2 separate regions of the Mus musculus genome follow, and region 1 is linked to region 2. Evidence: chromatin contacts called from public Hi-C data. All regions are on one chromosome and are shown on one strand. Each heading gives the region's core, a stretch centred on a gene start, on an enhancer-like site or on the middle of the called end of the contact. The rest is flanking DNA. Distances are from core to core; before and after follow the strand shown.

What was found. A called contact is a pair of places that touch in the nucleus more often than the background predicts.
Region 1: a contact with region 2 is called in a Hi-C map of cortical neurons, with 2.6 times the contacts expected there. The contact joins the enhancer-like site here to the promoter of Sdc3 in region 2. A contact is called at or near these places in 1 of 39 promoter capture datasets (hippocampal neurons), 7 of 484 Hi-C or Micro-C datasets (cerebellum, cerebral cortex, cortical neurons and 2 more), 2 of 115 datasets of contacts at active chromatin or transcription factors (embryonic forebrain and embryonic stem cells) and 1 of 9 other capture datasets (embryonic stem cells).

The regions. Positions count from the first base shown.
Region 1 is chr4:131,240,029-131,247,006 of GRCm38.p6, forward strand. No RefSeq gene overlaps it. Among named protein-coding and RNA genes, the nearest start is that of Gm25261, 4.2 kb to the left of the region's middle. Within about 2 kb of position 4,148, at least 56 of the 459 cell types and tissues checked have an H3K27ac peak or open chromatin away from gene starts, as enhancers often do. A contact at or near this core is called in cerebellum, cerebral cortex, cortical neurons and 1 more, where this site is marked.
Region 2 is chr4:130,790,175-130,797,617 of GRCm38.p6, forward strand. It overlaps Sdc3 (syndecan 3), which reads left to right and starts at 2,363. Exons shown (of 5, transcript NM_011520.3): 1 at 2,363-2,628. The coding sequence starts at 2,497.

The sequences.
Region 1 (6,978 bases), core at 2,898-5,397, 450 kb after region 2:
CAACTTTTCCCGAACAGAGGATGTGGGAGATGGGGCTCACTGGGCAAGGTGAGAGACAGGGAAGCCCTGCTGGTAAAGGGAGTCTTCCATTTTGGGTTGAACTCAGTGGAGCTATCTGCTCATGGTAGACTGTGTGCGACCTTAAGTACCAGGGGCTCTTCACGGTCCCCTTTCCATCTCTGAATGTCCTTATGCTCATCTGTGAGATGGGAGAGATCTGACATCTGGTGATCTGTGGGATCGTCTATCGTCAGTTTCCTGCTGAGTTCAAATAACCCAGGAAGGAGAGACCAAATAACCCATTGAGTCAACATCCATTGTTCGTCTAGGTGACACAGATGCGTGTGAACCATCTTGAGCCTTCTGCCTCCTTCTCAGGGAACACCATGGCTGTGGTCCCACTCACCACCATGCGATCTTGCTGTGCTTTAGCGCAACAAGCATGAAGAAGGACAGGAACATAGTCTCTGTGGTGGGCTCTGCTGTGAACCCACTGGGTTTCTATGATGTCATTCTACCTGTGCAGGTGTGGCATCAACTGTCCAGCCAGCTGTGTTTCTGCTGCTTTTTTCTGGACACACATCAGAACTACACTTCCCAGGTACCCCTGCAGCAGTTGGGATCAGGTGACTATACTCCAGCCAATAGCGTGAGAGCAGAAGTGAGGCGCCAGCCTGCTTCAGGCTTGAGGACTTTTCTTGCGCACCTTACCTTTTGCCAGCCTGATGCCAGACAATGTAACCAGAACTCCATGTCTTACAAGGGAACTGTTCCCCATATAGCAGCCTGCAATGTCAAAGAACAGAAAGAAGGTAACAGAACAGTCTGGCAGGATGGGAAGCGCGTGCCCATTGCCCTTCGGAGGTTTCCGCCTTAAGGGCCTGACTCAGACCCAACCCGGTTTCTTTCTATCTTGTGGCACCATCCAACCAAGAACCCACTTTGTAGTTTGCGTCATGGAAATCACTGCATGTGGCAGGCGTGACTCAAGGCAGCTTGGTGTAGTCCGTCATCCTCCATGCGTTAAACATGGCTGCCCTTCTAACCCCCATGACTGGACTGTGTGTGACCTTAAAGAACTATCCCTGGTTTTCCAGAGCAGTGACAGAGTCAGGGTACAAGCTGAGGGTTTCTGAACCCCGATCCCCAAACAGGCACAGCCGGAAGATTCTTGGAGTCCTACAGTCTAGGATGGTCCTGGTTTGTTCCAGATGCGGAAGAACAGTAAGGAGTGTGCAGGCTAGAGTGGGGCAGGCTGGGGTTGAGGTTCTTTGGAGAGCGCGTGGATTCCTTCTGCAGCAGTTTCCTCCTGTGTCCAAGGCAACTGGTACAGGAGGGTCAAACTGTGGTCAGAGTCTTAGGATCAAAGCCTAAGAGTGGAACAGCCTCCAAAGGCTGAGCTCAACCACGTGTCCCAAGTCCAACCAAAGGGAACAGTGGTGAGAAGTAGGGGTGATTTCAACCACAAAGGGGTCCTGGGACCTTGTCTCCATCCCTGAGCTACCAAGTGAGCTTTAGGCTTAAATGGAGGACGTGCTGGGTCAAGAGACACATGCAGAATTCTTCAGTCCTGCCCGACACGTGGCCTGGTTGAACTTGTCTAAGTACTGGTCCTTCTAGGTGGCATGAAGAAGCCCTTGTAGCTTGAGGGGACAGCTGGTCACTTTTCAGGAGATGGTTTCTCCTGCTTTAGGGTACAGGCCTGTCATCATGGATAACTGCCCTGCTATGAGAGTGATCTGTCCTGTGAGACTTGGCTGTTCCTAGAATCCAAGGTGATTTCAAGTTTAGGGCTATGATTTATCTCTGTCCTCTCAGCCCTGAAGGGGTCATGTAGACAGACACTCCTTGAACGATTAACTCGCCTGAATAGAGTCAAGCAGGAGTCTGACCCAAAGCAAAGGAGAAAGACAAATGAAGGCAGAGATGCCAGGCTTTTGAACCGTGCCTTATGGGTATAAGCAGGGAGTCTGCTTTTGAGCAAAAGCAGCTTCTTTTTTTTTTTTTTTAGATTTATTTATTTATTTATTATATGTAAGTACACTGTAGCTGTCTTCAGACGCACCAGAAGAGGGCATCAGATCTCATTACAGGTGGTTGTGAGCCACCATGTGGTTGCTGGGATTTGAACTTCGGACCTTCGGAAGAGCAGTCGGGTGCTCTTACCCACTGAGCCATCTCACCAGCCCCCAAAAGCAGCTTCTAAATGTATGTTACGTGTCTACTGTCTGCAGTGGAATTATATTCCAAAGGGCTCCAGCCCTGTGGTGTGGTACTGACTGTGGCCTTCCTGGCTCTCAGGAAGCCTAGGCAATGGCCCAGTTCTGTACCAGGCAAAGAGCCCGACAGACCCAAAAACCTTTCCAGAAGCCGCCTGCTGGGAGTCACCAGGTCCCGATGATTTAATAATGGAGCAAATGAAAGCTAGGTTCCCTAGGGAGATGGCTGAGCTAATCTGAAACAGGGCTGAGGAAGTTGACCTGGTTTGGGCTGGTTATGTGGGGCTGGCCTTCAGGGACTGCTCCTTCAAGGGAGGAGATCAGTAAGGTTTGGAGTGGTTAAGTGGGGGAGGTCTGGGTGTTGCCTGCACTTCCAGGCTAGGCGAGGATGAGGGGGAAGGCTGTCAGAGGTGGGTGGGGCAGCTTTCCTGTCCTTGGGTGTGGTCCCCACGGGAGGTAGCCTAAGTTACTGAAGCTTTGTCTTCCCCAATCTGCCTTCAGATCCTCGGGACCCAGTGGGCATGGTCAGAAGTTTATGTTTGTGGTTAGCATTTTAAACATGGATGCTCTCGCTTTGTTGATTTGCTGGGAATGGGGGAGGGTAGGACAAAGACAGACAAACCAATGTCTCACCTTTCACTCTCTGGATCCAGAGCATGCTGTGCTGGTCATGCTTGCCCATTACAGCTGGTATAGTCCATGGCCGGCCAAACACCTGCAAGACTTGAGGTCCTCTTGCCTTAGGATACAGCCCACCCTGCTCAGGGCCAGTTGAGGGCGGTCATACACTGCACCCCAGGATACTGACAACCTCTCAGTGTTCCCTTTTGCATGGGACACTCATGGTTCTAGGATGTTTTCTACTGACTGGGGTCTATGCCTTTCTGTCCAGCGCTAATGTAAAAAGAAAGCTCTTATCTGTCTACCTGGAGGGATGCTCAAATGTTACTTCCTGCCAGTGTCTCCTCTGGCCCCATCCTGAAGCTCACAGCCTGGACCTGAGCATCCCCAAGGCAAGTTCATCCACTATTAAACTATCATAATTGGGTGTGGGGGCAAGTGCTGTAGCGTGTCCTGTGGTGCTCAGAGGACGACTTGTAGAGTCAGCTCTCTCCTTCCACCTTAAGGTGGGGTCCAAAGATGAAACTCAGGTTGCCAGGTTTGCATAGCAAGTGCCTTTGCCTGATGAGCCATTTCACCAGCTCCTTCCTGGTGTCCTTGGTTTTCATCCCAGAGAAACCCTCTCTGTCCCTACAGCACACAATGATCACTGTCCATGCCGGCCGGCCTCAGGAGAGTCCTAATGATGTCACCCTGCATGGCTCCCTCCCTAACACCGTTCCTCCCATGATGGCCTTGATTACATCCGGTATCTATCTCTTTCTTCCTCCCAGCCCAGCACACTGGCTCCTGGTGACTGAGACCTATTTGTCATTAGCTGTTTCTCCAGGTCTGCACATAGCAGGGCTCAGTGAGACTCTTTGGAGTGAATGAGGGTGAAGGCAGATGCTTCCAGCATCCCAAACTCTTTCCTTAGAATGTTCTGGACTTGTTTTCTGCCCCCGGGTACCATCACTTCCTGTCCTCTGTTCAGGAGGCTTTCTCCACAGCAGAAGACCAGAGGCAGCTGCCCTCCCCCCAGCCCTCCCTCCCTCCCTCCCAGTGACATTTTCTGGCTCCTTCCTGAGCTCCTAATAACAGCCACATTTTAGAGGTTGGAGGAGACTAGACAACTGGGTAAATCGCAGTTTTTTAAAAATGGGCCAAACATGGATTTACACAATAGCCTGTGACAAACGTGTCTTCAGGGGACGAGCTGGCAGCAAACATCCATTTTTCCAAAGGGCGTCACAGCCCTGGGAGAAATAATGAGGCCTGTTTAAGAGTCTGATCACTCCCCAGTGCTGACAGGCTGGGGAGCGAGAACTGCCTGCCTGTGCTTCTGTGCGCCCTGCAGTTCTATTCTTGGGCCCAGATAAGCATCCTGCTCCCAGGGGTGGCCTGGCTTGTCCAGCTTCTCTCCTCCTGCCTCCTGCCTCCCTCCTGCCCATACATTAGCTTAGGGAGTGTAGGGGACTAGAAGCTCCTGGGAGCCTAAGGCCCCAGGCGTTCCAGATAACCAACGAACCCTTTTGTTTTCCTGCCCCTGTGCTGGAGCCTGTAGCAGAGGGCCAGTGGAGCTACTAGCCATTACTTTGAGTCTTTGTGCACATCTAGGGTTTTTTTTTTTTTTTTTTTTTTTTTTTAGTTCCTTTCTTCTCTCCACCTGACTCTGGGTCCATTTTCTCTGCCTCTGTCATGGACTAGAAGAGAATGTGAGCCCTGTGCAGGCACCCGAGTATCCATCCTCCTGAGATGGTTTATCCCATTGTCAAATTGGCTAGCTTAGGAGTCACACCTCCACCCCACTTCCACCCGTATCTATGAGGGCATTTCCAGAGAGGTTAATTAAGGAGAGACGACTTATTCTGAAGTTGAGCTACAGCATCCTGTGGGGTGGGGTCCTACAGTGAATAAAAAAAAAATGTGGAGCCTGAGAAAGAGAGGTGCATTGTGGGCCAAAGACACTAACACCGGCTCCCTTGAGGAAGCCCAGTTGTTTGAATGACAAACTGGAAGAACAGGACATCCAGGAGGGAGGGACAGCCACAGTTCACTGGGCTCAGACCTGCAGCCTTTAGGTTGGAATTCTCCAGAAGGTTGTCCAGGTATTCTGGGGCAGCCCTCTCTGCCTCAGGCAGATCTGCCTTCAGGGACAAGGGAGGACGGCTCCTTGATAGGAGTGGGGAATGGGAAGGAGCAGAAGTGCCTGGGGCTCCTGCTCACTAGGTTTTGAGGCCCAGGTAAGCTGGAGGCACATCTGCAATGAGGGGACCAGGACTTCCCTTGCAGCCCTGATAAAGTCATTAGACTACAGCCCACTCAGGGATCAACCCTGCTGGCCACCAGTCATCAGCCCAGGACTGTAGGGCCATGCCTGAGAGTCTCCTGTTGAATAGGATTCTGGGAAAGAAAAGCTCTTCTCTCTTCTATGACCCCCACAAAGGTCGCCATCAGTTCAGTGTTGGGACCCCAGGATGATTGGGAGAGTCAAATGTCCACCTCGATGGAGCCACACCCCATCTCTACTACTACTACGTAGCTCAGCTCCTACACATGGATTTCTGGCTGTGAAGAGGGTGTTTCCAACAACTGAGGAGAGTTGGAGACTTGGGATCTCAGTGGACTGTCATTGCCCCACCCCGTCAACACTCCTTCCCATGCAGTAGGGACGGACCACGGACACTTCAGTAGGCTCCTACTCTGGTGAGCTGCACCTGGCTGATGGGAAAGGTGTCTTGTACTGAGTTGATGAGGAAGGGGTGCGTCTTGCTGGCTGTGGCAGCAGGGCTGGCATCCTTCTGTATGGAAAGCTCCAAGAAAGATAAGAAAGGCTCGTCAACCTCTCCCCTGTCAGCAGCCCACAGGAAACACCACAGACTCACACTCCACTCAAACACTCCCTCTTTATCTCAATGAAGACCCTGGTTTCATGTCTCTTTTTCTTCCATTTCTCTTGACCCTGCTATTGCTGGCATACAGAATACCAGTGTGAGAATACGGGTGAGCAGGAAACACATCGTTCTTAAAAGGTTTGGTGAAGCTTCATTGTGCCTCTTAGGGCCTCGATTGTGATGAAGAAGGCGGGAGGCAACAGGACCTTGCTGAGCTGGAGGAGGAATGAACGAGGTGGGCAGAGCTAGTGAAGGGCACTGGCTAGGGGAGGTCCTCTGGGTCTTCAGACTCGGGTAGGGACAGGAAAGGGTGGTGACAAAAACTCAGACAGATCTGCCGTTAGGCTAAGAGCTGGCACTGTGAAGGGGCTCTGCCTGGGCTCTGTCATACACTTGACCCCATGGGTGACATTCCACAGGGCTAGAGAGGACAACTTGACCAGACTGTAGCCCCCTATAGACCTTATGCTGGGATCCAATAGCTTTGTAGCTCTGAGCTGCCTTTTAGAGCCACTTGACCCTTCCAGCTAGGTCTGAAGAGACCTGAGGGCAGATGCTTTCCTCAGTACCTGCAACTCAGGCCAGGGCGTCACTGAGGGGCAGTGTTTGCAGTGAAGTCACTGAGCCCACCTGCCACATGGAGTATTGTGTTACCTGAAATCAAGTCTCTGTCTCTCTGCCTCTGTCTCTCTCTCCCTCCCTCCCTTCCTCTCTCCCACCACTTTTTCTCCTGCCCTCCCTCTCCTAAAAGTGCATGCATTTGGCTCCTACTTGGCCCCAGCATAGAGACCACTCAGAGAGACCCAGTGGCTCTCCCAAGGGCTCACAACAATGTCATGATCACAATCCCTGTACTTAAGCTTCAGTTAGCTGGGTATACTGAGCCCAGGTGGCCTTAGTTAGGGAGACCAAGGTGGGAGTAAGGGTCTTTCCATCCCACTGGCTCAAGTGCAGTTACTACAGTGGCTAGCTCAGAGGTTCCACTCCCGTGGGGAGTCTCCTCTGGTCACTTCCCTCCTGGGAGAACCTTCCCCTTCCCCCAGGCTCCCCTCCATCCCTCCCTTGCTCTCTGGAAGTACCCTGCACCAGGATGGTCTTGGGAAGGGGAAGGCTGAGGTGCTCTGAACATGCTCAGGCCCTGCTTCAGGGTCAGGGACTTGGGTTCATCTGTGGAACAGAACACGGAGCCCCTGTTGCCAGCGAGTTCTTTAGTTGGGTGTAAGTGTGTGGCTTCCGTTATAAATGGTGCTCACTTTGTTCCTGCT
Region 2 (7,443 bases), core at 1,113-3,612:
GTCTTTGCCCGGTGACCTGCGGCTGGATGAAGGCAGTTTCTGGAGTCTGTTTGGATGAGGGTAGCACAGGGAAGGAGACATTCGTGTTCTGGGGATGTGATAAGGACACACACGGTGGTATAGGCAGGGTGACCTGTGATGTTCCAGGGACTAAATGTGCATCTCAACCCAGTCTGTGACTATACCTATAACAAGCAGCAGGTGGCGCTCCTAGCCCAAGATTCCCCACAAGGCTTCCTGCCGGGATCTCAGTAAAGGGGGTTTGCAGAATGAGGAAGGCAAGGCTGGGCCATGCTCCCTGGCAACCTGGTAGGCTCCTTTGAGCAACACTGTCAGCCTTGCTTGCCTCCCAGCATGGGCAGCTCAGTACTTTGCCCATCAGTCAGATCCAGCTGCCCCAAGGTTTTCTTTGCACCAAGTTGACATGCCACTCCTTGGGTCTCCTTCTTGATTCCAGCTAAACCTTTTTGTTTGTTTGTTTGTTTGTTTGTTTTTTTTTTTTTTTTTCAAGACGGGTTTCTCGGTATATCCCTAGCTGTCCTGAAATTCACTTTGTACACCAGACTGGCCTTGAACTCAGAAATCTGCCTGCCTCTGCCTCCCAAGTGGTGGGATTAAAGGCGTGCACCACCACCGCCCGGCCCAGCTAAACCTTTGAGAGCACCTCAGAACCAGTCCCAACCACATTGATTGAACTCCCAGTACACGAAAAGGAAGAGCTCACAAAAGCTTCCCAGCCTGTCCCCTGACCTGGTACACACAAGGCATTCAATATGTTTGTTGAATGAATAAGTGAAGCCCATATGGTCTTCATTTCCATCAGACATTGGGGAATAGGCTCAGAGAGGTGAAGTTGTACAAACAAGTACCAGAGCCCATGGTTGTCAGAACCAGGATTTGAACCCAAGCACTTGCTTAACCCAAAGCTAGAGTCCCTCAGCTCCTGGCTATGCTAGTGATAAAGCCAGTTCCTGATTCCTAGGCAGGTCAATCTTTTCATGTTGTATTCTTCAAGGCATCTTAGCTTCAAATGCCAAAACGCATCGAATGGGATTGATTTAAAAGACTCTTTGTGAGGGCCTGGGGATGTAGCTCAGTTGGTGGAGCACATGCCCTTCTGCACAAAGCTCTGGGTTCGGTTCTTAGCACAGCACAAATTGGATGTGATGGAGGTAGTAGGAATAGATGTTCAAGGTCATACTCAGCTACATCACAAGTTCAAGGTCAGCCTGAAAGTCCATCTTCCTTAAAAAAAAAGTGTCAACATTTATTTTTATCATTTTTAAAGGATTTATTTTTATTATTCGTGTGTATGTGTGCACACGCGGGCATGCGTGTCACACCTCTGCACATTAATGCAGGTGTCCTTGGAGGCTAAAGGTATTAGATCCTCTGAAGCTGGAGTCACAGGGCGTTGTGTCTAGCCTGGTGTGGGTACCGGGAACTAGTCACTTACATCTTTAAGTAGTATGCTGTATCTCTCACCAGCTCTCCCTCCCCTCTTATATTTGAAAATACAGAGACTCAGTATGTAGCCCAGGCTTTGAGATCCCTCTGCCTCAGCCTCCTAAGTCATGAGTACTGGGGTTACAGGCAGCTACTACTCAGGCTTGGCTCGTTCTCAGCGATCTGTAAGCCACAGAGTGGACGCCCCCCCCCCCCCAGGATGTCTACCGAGGTTAGCTAGGCAAGCCTTGCATACCTGTGATGCCCCAGCCTCTCACTCCCTCTGGGGAACCCATCTCACACTCTGCCTTATATGGTGCGGAGCTTCATGCTCTGGGTTTCTTTCCAAGGACACATGGCCATCAAATGGATAGTGCCGATTGCAGGGACATCAAAGGGTGTCCTGCTCAGCTCACATGCCAACTAACCAACGCCTACCCTTACCAGCCTCCCCGGAGACCCCTTAGTGCAACTGAGCCCCTGTGAATGGGAAACTGGAGACTTCACCAGCGTGTGAGCAGCAGACGCGTGCTGGTGTTCGCCATGCGTGCCTGTAGCTGACCCAAGCCCCTGCTTCCTGAACTCAGGGTGGCTAGGGGCCTGTGTCTCTCAGACAAACAGGCCAAGGAGAAGCTCAGGAGGACCAGGGGGAACCCCGAGTCGGGGTCCTCTGACACCACCCTACTGGGAGCAGAGAGACCCGGGGTGCTGTCTGGAAGAGCAGGTTCTCCCGCGGCTCGCACACGGCGTGCTTCGCGGATCCACAGTAGGGGGGCAGACGTCAACGCCCCTCGCCCCCCCCCCCCTGCGCGGGGGGAAACTGAGGCCGGGGGCGGTGTCGCGTGCCGGTGTCGCCGCGGCCCCGCCCTCCTGCTCGCCCCGCCTGCGCGGGGGGCGGCGGCGGTGGCGGCGGCGGCGGCGACGCTTCCTGCGGGCGCGGCCGCTGTGGGCGCGGAGCCGCGAGCGAGCGAACGAACGAGCGAGGCGGAGCCGGCGGCCGAGGAGCCGAGCGCAGGTCCCGCGCAGCCCGCGCCGCGAACAAAGGCCGCCATGAAGCCCGGGCCGCCGCGCCGCGGGACCGCACAGGGGCAGCGCGTGGACACCGCCACCCATGCGCCCGGGGCCCGCGGGCTGTTGCTGCCACCGCTGCTGCTGCTGCTGCTGGCCGGCCGCGCCGCGGGGGTGAGTGATGGGCCCCAAGAGGGTCCCCAGCGTGTACCCCGCGTGTCTTTGCGTGTCCCCTCGTCGCGCGTGCCGCGCTGGGTGTGTCCCGGTCTCATGGGGTCCCCTCCCCGCCGGGAAGCGTGTGCGTCCGGTATCCGCTGGGGTCGCCTTCTCCCCACCCCCACTCCATCCCAAGCTGCCTGCAGGGCCTTGGGGGCATTGGAGGAGGAGGGGGTGGGTCGATGAAGGTGACCCGCGAGGGTGAATGAGGGTGACCCTGTGTGTGTGTGTCTGCTTCTAAGAAGGGTGCGTGGGCACCTGTGGGTGTGGGCACGGGAGAGGCTCTGTCCATATGGCTGGATGGCATCCGCATCCCGCTCCACACTAGGGTGACCCATTCTGCACGCTGTGTTCCACCATGGCCAAGGCTGTGTGACTGTGGGTGAGGGGGTGTGTGCTTTGACCCATGGACCTGTGTGAAAGCACACGTATGTGTGTGCAGGTGTGTAGCGATGGTGGACCTGGCTCAGCTCCCACCCCAGAAGACATGGGTGTGTGTGCCATCAGAGGTGGGTACCAGGTGACCCCTGACTGTCCCTTTGAGAAACCGAAGTAGCTAAGGGATTGAACTTGGTTCTGGTTTCACTAGCAGAACGGGAGGAAGAGGGTCGGTCCTGCAGGTGGATGAGCCGGGTCCCTGCTCTGAGGAACCCAGCTCCCAAGTGAGTTCTGAGTTGACAGGTGTCTAAATGTGGGCTGAGTGAGCTGGGGAGTTCTAGGTCCTACCCCCATGTGGCTGACTCCAGGAGCAATGGCTGTCCCTACCCACTCAGATGACCACCAGAGCCCAGGCTGGCCGGCACGCCCCTTCTCTCCTAAGCAAGGTGGCCAGATTGTAGGGAGGCAGGCAAGACTCTGAGCTGCCCTGACAACTGTTAGCTTTGGGGAGGGGACCCCAAGATAGTACCTGGTGGTCGGTTCATGCCTTGCCCTTTTTTTCTTTTCTTTTCTTTTCTTTTCTTTTCTTTTCTTTTCTTCTTCTTCTCTCTCTCTCTCTTCTTCTTCTTCTTCTTCTTCTTCTTCTTCTTCTTCTTCTTCTTCTTCTTCTTCTTCTTCTCCTTCTTCTTCTTCTTCTTCTTCTTCTTCTTCTTCTTCTTCTTCTTCTTCTTCTTCTTCTTCTTCTTCTTCTTCTTCTTCTTCTTCTTCTTCTTCTTTTTCCTTTTTTTCCTGATGGGGTGAGGGGAGAGGTTCCTGAGCAAAAGGCAGCACTACCCACACTGGCAGTGGGAACTGCTTTTCAGCAGCATTATAGAAAATTACCCTTGACATCAAAGATCTGGTTTCAAAGTCCAGTGAAGACCACCACCCAATCACAGTGAGGTCTTGAGCCAGCCTGGCCACTCCTCTGAGTCCCAGCTTTCCTCTCTGCAAAGACGGACTAAGGGTGCCCTCCGGGGAGGCAGAGTGGACACAGAGGCACCTTTGAAGGCATTTTGGTGTTGAGTACAAAGGGCTCAGGACAAATGGCTTCACTGGAGCTACTGTCCCTAGGAAGGAATAATACACATTCTACCCGTAGTGAAAGGATTCAGGGAGATTTTTGAGGACTCAGCACATAGTAGGGCTTCAACCAGGTAGGTGTGAGGGCAAAGTGGAGCTGGCATGATTGAGACTGATGCTGAGTGGCATGCCCAGATGGTGACCTGGCTGAGCGAGGGGAGAGATTGTGGTAGGGATGGGTCTCAAGAGGTATTCTCTCTGCAAGCATGCTGTCCTCCCAGGGAGGGGCTGGGACTGTAGAGGAAGGACTCTCTGCACTGTTACCTGGCCTGGAAAGCTAAGGGTTAAAGGATGCTTCTCAGTGAGGGCTGAGGCTAGATCAGAAGCCCAGGTAGTAGTTCCAGGAATGGTCTCTGGTGACAGCAAGGGACTGACAGTGGTTGGCTCAGCAGGGGAAAAACAGGATGACCCTGGGTCTTCTTGTTAGTCTGGGAGAGCACGGGATCAGGGGAAGGGAACTCCAGGGAGGAGAAGGCTGGTTTGATCCAGGCTGTGGCTGTCAAGTTGGGGGTGTGTTCTGACCTACAGATTCGAGGCTTTGGTCCTGAGAGACTGACTGTCTAGGGCTCTGAGGTCCTCAGACCACCTCAGCTTTTCTGGTTAGGTGACTCCCAGAGTGACATGGAATGTGGGGACACTAGAAAGTATAGCCTTTGGAGAATGTCCTTTAAAGGTCCAGATCTGGGAGTGACCATAGATGACACTCAGTATTGCTGTCAGGGGTGGTTATTCAACTGATTTGTGGCTGTGTGACTTTGTGGAAGTGACTTAACTGTCCCATGCCGTGGCTTCCTCTCTCTCTAAGACGGAGCAAAGAGTGAAAGTGTAGCCATAGCACTTGGTGCACGTAGATTCCTTTGTGGAGGAGGTGGGGGCAGAGTCTCATGTAGCTCAGGCTAGCCACGAACTTGCTACATAGACAAGGATGAACTTGAACTCCTACCCTCCTACTGCCCAAGTGCCAGGATTACAGACGCGAGTCACTGCGTCCTGTTTTTTTTTTTTTTTTTTTTTTTGTCAGAGTTACTGTCCTGTTTTGAGGTGTGAAGTGGCAGGTGAGGCTTATTCCTGGCATCCAGGAACCCTCTCCTTTTGCCCTTCCAGACTGGTGACCTCACTCTAGAAATGAAAAGCTGGGGACTGTTCCAGGCAGGGCACCACAGTAAGCAATAGGATTCAGAGGCTCCATAGCTGCTGGGCACCAAGAGCAGATATTTGCTGTGGGATTTGGGCAATGCTGTCATCTGTCTCAAGACTCTCTCTATGCATTATACAGCGCCAGGCTCAGCCCCTCCCTCCCAGGAGCTGGAGTATGCTGCCTTTCCTTGGTGATAGCCCTTCTTGGAGGAAGCCAATGGAGGCTTCCTGGAAGAAGAGGCCTTCTGAGCTAAACTGACAGGGTTCACAACAGCAGCCAGTCTAACCGTCCACACTCTCTCTCCGTCAACACAGGGTTGAATTTTCAGGGCTGTTAGGTTGGACCTGAAGCCTCCTGCTTTCTGGAAGCAGAATTGGCCTCTAAAAGCCGGCCAGCTGTGGATGGGCTCACGGGAGGGACTACCTGCTTCTTTGGGGAGAAGGAAGGCTCCTGGAAACTGCCCCCACCCCACCTTTCCAAGCTGTGCAGGGAGAGGGCTGCTACTTAGACCCTCGGGCCAGCTGCAGACTGGTGCCACAGTTCCAGGCTGAGCACTGGGCAGTTCTGACACCCTGTCCCCAGCATTCTGTGTGGCTGACTGTAGGATGTGTGCAGGGTAGTCTTAGAAAGAACCAGAATCCTTGTTTCACAGATGAGGAAATGAGCCACAGAGACACTCGGTGACTCGCTCAGCGTCACGTAGCCCGAAGTTAGCTGTTTTGAGTTGGGGCCAGGCTGGCTGCAGGCCTGGGCTTCAGTTCTAGTCTCTGTCCTCATATTCCATGAGCTTACATACTTCACTTCTCCTCTCTGGGGTCTCCTTATCCCCCAAGTTATGTATTCATTAATTAGGGTTTTCCCTCCCCCCAAAAAACAGGGCTTCTCTGTGTAGCGTTGACTGTCCCAGAACTTACTCTTAATCTCTTAGTCTCAAACTCAGAAATTTGCCTGCCTCTGCCTCCCAATTGCTGGGATTAAAGGCATGTTCCACCACCACCCCACTTATTAAAATAATTTTCGAGACTAAGTCTCACTGTATAGCCCAGGCTAGCCCTTGAACTTGTGTTGTTTTTTTTTTTTTTCCCTGCCTCGACCTCCTGATTGTTGGGATGATAGGCAAGTGCCACACTGCTCCTCTTGGCTACCACTTAGTAGCTGCACAGTCTTACCGTGGATGCTGTCCCTGTTCTCATTTCATTCTGCTGTGCGCTTGGGGGACATAACAAGCAGCTAACAGGAGAAAAGCTTTCCTAGGGTGCCTCCTCTGCCAATTCTCAGGTCCCTGTCACCTGCAAAGGAGTGACTCTAAGGTTCTCAGGGACAGGCTGGAGGAGTTTTATAAGGGAGGTATACAAAGCCAAGGCACTGAGTGGTGGCCCACGCTTTTCATCCCAGCACTCAGGAGGCAAAGGTAGGTGGAGCTCTGAGTTCGAGGCCAGCCTGGTCTCCAAAGGACAGCCAGAGCGTCACAGAGAGCCCTCCTTCCCCCCAAAAAGAAAGATGTGCAGAGTTTGAGGACCTTGTGTTAGGTCACATGAGCACAGGACAGGAAGTATTTAGAATCTCAGGATGATGCTGAGGATCCATAGCCCTTGGGTATGAGCCACGAGCCATGCCTCCTCTGCACAGGTGACCAGACCTGCCTTTGCACCCCTCCTCCACCATCTATCCCTAGAAAACCATCAGGAGCCCAGATCCTTGCCTCAACCTTCCCTTCTGAGCACCAGCTCTCTGATCCTCACTTTCTCTCTGTCCTGGCAGCAGAGAGGGAGTGACTCACAAGGTCCAAGACAGGATGAGGGGAGGGAGTCACAGGACTTTCTTGACAGACCTTGAGCTTCTGGGGCACCCGAGGCCACTCTGGGCATTGGGGACTGAGCATAGAAATACAGAAAATGCAGCTGGGCTAGGTAGGGACTCTGCTCCTGCGTGCAGGGATCAGTTGGTGAGGTGGGTGGGGACCTTCCCTATTCAGGGTATTGGCCGTGGACTGGGAGGCGCCAGGGGGCTGCTTAGGGCTGGCCTGTGGTGACACTGTCACCACCAAGTCTGGCCATGACCATGAGGTTGTGGCTCTGGGCTTCAGCCCAGCTTTGTGCAGCCCTGTAATTTTGTGTCTGGGGGCAGGATGACCA